Regions from separate parts of the Zea mays genome. Here region 1 is linked to region 2. Evidence: chromatin contacts called from public Hi-C data. All regions are on one chromosome and are shown on one strand. The core of a region is the stretch at or near the end of the contact, and the rest is flanking DNA. Distances in the headings are between cores, read along the strand shown.

What was found. A called contact is a pair of places that touch in the nucleus more often than the background predicts.
Region 1: a Hi-C map of leaf shows a contact between it and region 2, with 4 times the contacts expected there. The contact joins the enhancer-like site here to the promoter of LOC542720 in region 2. A contact is called at or near these places in 5 of 25 Hi-C or Micro-C datasets (bundle sheath, leaf and leaf mesophyll).

Annotation. Positions count from the first base shown.
Region 1 is chr1:182,118,368-182,121,763 of Zm-B73-REFERENCE-NAM-5.0, reverse strand. No RefSeq gene overlaps it. Among protein-coding and RNA genes, the nearest start is that of LOC542720, 44 kb to the right of the region's middle. Within about 2 kb of position 1,608, at least 8 of the 20 cell types and tissues checked have an H3K27ac peak or open chromatin away from gene starts, as enhancers often do. A contact at or near this core is called in bundle sheath, leaf and leaf mesophyll, where this site is marked.
Region 2 is chr1:182,074,789-182,077,780 of Zm-B73-REFERENCE-NAM-5.0, reverse strand. It overlaps LOC542720 (pathogenesis related protein5), which reads left to right and starts at 1,292. Exons shown (of 1, transcript NM_001112232.2): 1 at 1,292-2,262. The coding sequence starts at 1,370. The coding sequence ends at 1,894.

The DNA of each region.
Region 1 (3,396 bases), core at 359-2,858, 44 kb before region 2:
TTAGGACTCAAATATAAGACTCCTGGTTAGAGATGCCCTAATGGTTACTACTTCAATATTTCCTAGAATTTTTATTTTAAAGCGTTATATGTTTCTTTTATGAAACAAGCATATTGGTCAGATATGAGACCGGCTATAGTTTAAAATTTAGAGCCAGCATTATATTCACATAATGGTTACTACTTAATTATTCTAAATAAATGCACGTACGACTTTGAATATTTCCTAGAATTTTCATTTTAAAGCGTTGTATGTTTTTTTATGAAACAAGCATATTGGTAAGATATGAGGTCAGCTGTAGTTTAATTTAGAGCCAGCATTATATTCAACACATGATTGGACACGCGTACTCAATACGTATCACGATCTGAAGCCTTCAATTCACCGTGGGTTTATTTTCTCTAGTACAATTCTTTTGCTGCTACTTTATTTCACATGTGAACAGACTGCACTAGCGTTGCAGAGCTTATAAAGTGCTCACAGCTGGAGAACTGCATATCATCATCTGTGTATTATATATTACTGTATTAATATTATTTATACTTGCATCCACAGGTCAAATAAAGGCATATATATATATATGTACTACCAAAAAAGCATATATGTAGGACCAAGCAGTCGCATTCTCAGCACAAACAGGTTCCTACTACCTATGGCATCGCTATCGCTGCGAGATCCCGAGCCCCTTATTCGCATAGATTGTAAGGTGCCTTCGTTGTGGTTTGCATTGGCTTTAATCCCACTGCGATTGTGACTTCTACAGTATTTTGTTTCTACAATGGTAGCAGTGCTGGCTGCCAGCTAACCGAACAAAAAAGGAGCAGTAGGCATGAGAAACATCAAGAATTTTTTGGACAACATCAGCCAGAGTTCACTAATATATTTAAGGCAGAGGCGAATCAAGACTAGGTGGGCAAGCTGCAAACTCGATTATCAAGCAACTGAGAGACTGGGTGGTATATTTTAGAGAAACATGCTATTCATCTACTTCTTGGTGAAGCCGTTGACCGGAGAATTGTCTTCTACCGCCTCTTCTCGTAGGACATTTATGAGCCAGCACTATACTTCGAAAACCCGCGATGTCGAGTCGTGTGAATGAATCCATCAGTGCTTTGAGCAGAGCATGGACCCTTCTACATTGTACAATTTAGTCTCTCAATCTGTTTAGTTCACTATAGTTTCTGCTATGATCAGCATGTACTTTCATGTATGCGTCTGCCACTGCTGCGAGTCACAAATCTGCTAGGGTATTTCTGAATACAATTAAATGTGAAATGCCTAGATTTCTAACACCCCGTGGAAAAAATCAAACATGAAAATCTGCTATGGTACATGCTCTCCAATATATCCTATGGGAAAAAAAATCAATCTTTCCAGATGGTATACGTACGTGGAAAAAGATAGGAAAAATTAGGTCCGCATATAAAGACGGGTGGACTTGTCCGCATATAAAGATAGAAAAAATTCAGGAAGCACAGTTTGGACGACAGTGCGGAAATTGAAGGCTATCTCAGATTCGGTCGTAGAACAATCGTTTTCATGCAATGCATGCTGTATATCTATCTATCTTTGCTTTGCTGACCAATAATGTGTTGTGTTGTCCTTGTCAACTTGGATTTTTTTTTTTTTTTGTTCAGCACATCTAGATGCATGCATGTGCTGGCACTGCTTCTACAAGTCTAGCGCTAATTTTTCTAGATAGGAAGATAGCCATATGCATATCTTCTGACTTTTCTAGCTCCATATATCAAGTCTTGGGCAAATATCGTTGGCAAAAGACAGACGCTAGACTCGCTCAATGGTACTTTTTCTCCGTAGATAGGCATGCATATTCAGGTTGTCCACAGTAGATAGTATAAAATAGAGGATTTACACTAGATTACACTGTTTATAAATAGAAGTTTGAAATAGATGTTACGGTAGAGAATAAGATAGAATATCTGCTGGAGACAACCTTAGGGCTCGTTTGTTTCCACACACTAAACTTTTTTAATCGCTGTCACATTATATGTTTGATGCTAGTTAAAAATATTAAATATAATCTAATTATAAAACTAATTACATATATCAGGACTAAATGATAAAACGAACTTATTAAGCCTAATTAGTCCATAATTTGCTTATGTGTTGCTATAGTAAACATTTGCTAACCATGAGTTAATTAGACTTAATATTTTTTTTGTCGTTTAGTTCTTAGCTATGTAATTAGTTTTATAATTAAATTATATTTAATATTTATAATGGACATTCAAATATCGACACATCCATGAAACCAAATACCCCTTTTATCCTAATAGCCACACATGATTTCAAGTGTCATTGTCCCGTTATCTGGATTTTCGGTTGTGAAGTGGCTTATCGACAGAGTTAGGCACGAAAATCTACATCATGCTGCAATGTTTCATCTTAATGATGTGTGATGTTTTACTTGAGTGGACATAAACACCGTCTAGATATACCTTGAATAGAGGGGATTATAACAAATTTGGTATCACAGAAGGTCATTAGCTATCCCAATAAAGTTTTCATCCACTAGTTGTACTCTAATATCCTCACGTATGAATACAATGCCCTTAATATCGTAGAAACACAATTTATGGTCTAAAAGTTGATCTGTTGTTTCGAATTCTTTATATTTTAACTTTTTAGCAACTGTATGGTGGAAAAAGGTGTCTTACAACCGTAATCTATGTTTGGACAACTCTCTCATAAAATTTGGTTAAATATTCCACTGTCTTTATTTTATTTTGAGAAACGATGTAGCATAATGATGTATGGTGTTTTACTTGAGTGGACATAAACATCGATCTAGGTATGGCTTGAATAGAGGGGATTATGGGAAACTTGGTATCACATAAGGTCATTAGCTTGGACAAAAACGTTTTTAAGCACTAGTTGTACTCTAATACCCTTTTGTGCGAGTAGAATGCCCTCGACATCAAAGAAACACCATTTGTGGTTTAAAAGGTGATCTATTGTTTTGAATTCTTTATATTCCATCTTTTTAGCAACTAAATGGTGGAAAAAAGTGCCTTAGAGCATCTCCAAGAGCTTCCCAGAAGTCTCTCCTAAATCAAGTTTTTTGGGAAAATACTAAAACATGTCTCCAACAGTTCCCCTAAAATGCTCCCAACTTTTTCATAGCCCTTAAAACTCTCTCATTTGTAGCTACAAATGAGAGATTTTTTGGGCTTCCCAGAAACAATCTGCCGCTTTAAGGGATCTGTTGGAGAAAGAATTAAAATCTACCCCTACTAACTTTTTAGATGACCCTTAAAACTGATTTTGAGGAGTCATTTTCTACGGAGCTTTTGGAGATGCTCTCACAACCTTAACTTATGTTTGGACAGTTCTCTCACGCAATTTGCCTAAATTTTCCATGGTCTTTATTTTATT
Region 2 (2,992 bases), core at 43-2,542:
TCATCAAATGGTGCATGCATCCATGACACACTCTCCAATTCGCAGTTTGGCAGCGCCTTCGTCTCTGTGACTCTATCCCTTGTCCACCGGGGGAAATAAATTCCCTAGAGAGAGCGACGCATGTCCACTACACCAAACTTAAATCAACAGAACACGGTATCTATCACCCTTTTTATATTTAACCATATATATAGCTGTTTGGCTGCGATAAAATCAGCTGTTAATAATTATAGTCGAACATCGTAAATAATTGTAGTTTATAATTAGTATCATTAGATAGATATTTGAATTTATTTTTATATTAAGCTTATTTGAAGATACAAATATTACTAGTGTTTTCTGTAAATTTGGTTAATATTAAAAAGATTGGCCGATATAAGTACATAACAAAATAAGTATTTATTTTGTGGCGAAGGGAGTATCTTCGTTGCACACGTGCGATGACCAGGTGGTGATGGGGTGGACCGCTGACTCGTGGACTTGTCTTGGAGCCACATGTATATGCACTGATTTAATAACTAATTTGTTGCACCATGACACAATTTAGAGGGTTTTGAGGATGGCTCTAGATTCCAGCTCCAATGGTGTAGTTTATAATATTAATTTACATAATTTTTAAATTATTTTTTAATCTAAATAATAAATAAAATGACTCATATAAATGTCTTGTAAAGGCTTACATGAGCTTTATCAGCACGATTTTCTGGAGCACTTAATAACATACTACATCAACTTCACCAATTTTTGTGGAGCTGGAGCTGTAGCTATTCCGAACAGGGTCTTAATAATCAGTGTACTTCTTATGTCCATATGATTTAGTCGTTTTGAGTTTGTTCAAAATTAAACTATTTAAACTTTGACCAATAATATATATAATATTAAATTATTTTAAACTAAAAGGATTATCCATCTTTAACAAATTTCCCGAGAAAATAAATTATCCATCCTTAATTTCCTGTGTTTTTTGGTCATATATGCATCATGGTAGTATTAGTACGTACACAAGTTTTCAGGCAAGCTAGGCCTCATCGAACAAGCAAGCAATGTCTTGCATTACTAATGTGTGTTGCCTTCGTCGTCAAAGAGGATGGATTTTTCTGCACATCTAGATGCTTGAGCAGATTTCTGCGCCATATATGCAAGGTCTTCCACTGTTAGCTCCTCAACCCAGTCAAAGAAAATAGGCTTTACCACACAATTAACTGATGGCATGCATGGCAACCTTATCCTGCTAGACGCGCGCCACCGTATCACCGACTATAAAAGCACACGCATTGCGCTCAACCTTGCCAGCAGCAAGAGTGAGTAGCCTAGCTCTATAGCTCGAGTATTGCTTGCTCTCCACAAGAAACAAGGCAGAGCACCAACAATGGCCGCCGCCTCCTCGTCCTCGGTCCTCCTGCTGCTCCTGGCCGCCGCCTTGGCTGGCATGAGCGCCAACGCCGCCACCTTCACCATCACCAACAACTGCGGGTTCACCGTGTGGCCCGCGGCCACCCCGGTGGGCGGGGGCACGCAGCTGAACCCGGGCGGGACGTGGACCGTCAACGTGCCGGCTGGCACCAGCTCCGGCCGCGTGTGGGGCCGCACCGGCTGCTCCTTCAACGGCAACAGCGGGAGCTGCCAGACAGGCGACTGCGGCGGCGCGCTGGCCTGCACGCTGTCGGGGCAGCCGCCGCTGACGCTGGCCGAGTTCACCATCGGCGGCAGCCAGGACTTCTACGACATCTCGGTCATCGACGGCTACAACCTCGCCATGGCCTTCTCCTGCAGCACCGGCGTGCGGCTGGTGTGCACGGACCCTGGATGCCCCGACGCGTACCACAACCCCCCCGACATGAAGACCCATGCATGTGGCGGCAACAGCAACTACCAAGTCACCTTCTGCCCGTGATCGGCCGGAATAGGCTCTGCATTTGCATGGGCTAGTGATTTGGATTTTGCAGGAATAATTCTGATTTGGATTTGCACAATAATATATAAGCGTGCATTACACGTGCACGCATTTGTATGTACGCGCGTATACGTCGTACCTACGTAGCTGGATTTGTGTGCGTGCTTCGTACCAAATATTAATAAGAATAAACAAATATGACTCGTGTCATACATATACACGACATCGCCGTATCATTTTGGTTGTATATCTAGCAATCATTTCGCTTAAGAGCACCAAGAGACTAGATATAAATTCTAGCTAAATTTAGAGTATTGAAAGCTGTAAAAAAGATATATAAGTTTCTAATGGTGGGTGTATCCAACAAACTCAGCAAATATAGATAATGACTTGTAAAATCTCAACTACCAACACATACTATTCATTTTTGCTAGCGCGTGAAGTTTCGCCGACGGACGACGTATTTTGGCGCATCAAGTAAATCAAGTAAATCAATGTGGCAGCGCATGGGCTCTTTCTGAATTGGTCGCCGTCACGCACAACACCATCTCATCGCCCGCCACACACAACACTGACGCCTTGGACGGTGTCATCACGACATCAAATGCGACATCGACTACAGAAGCATCGTCCATTGATCCTCCCTAGCCGAGCTTAGATTATTTCACTAGTACACAGAGACTCTATAGTGGCGGTTCTAGAGCTGTTTGCACTGGCGTTTTTCAGTGCCGCCAGTTCTAGGGGCCAGTGGATATCGCCATTTCCACTGGTGGTTATTCTAGAACCGCCAGTGAAAATATAATTTCCACTGACGGTTTTTTAAGCAAACCACAAGTGGAAATAGCATTTCCACTGGCGGTTTTCTTAATAAAACCGCCAGTGGAAGTTTTCCCGCCTTTTTTTAAATTTTCAATCAGTACTGAAATTTATATATATTTACACACACAAACATATATATATATATTGATATTGATAAACATGTAGTATTGATATTAAAAGCAACATTGAATTAAATTCTATAATACATTTATATACATCAAAGTCTTGTTTACAACCATGTATGCATCACACATTATATACATCAAAGTTTTCACTTAA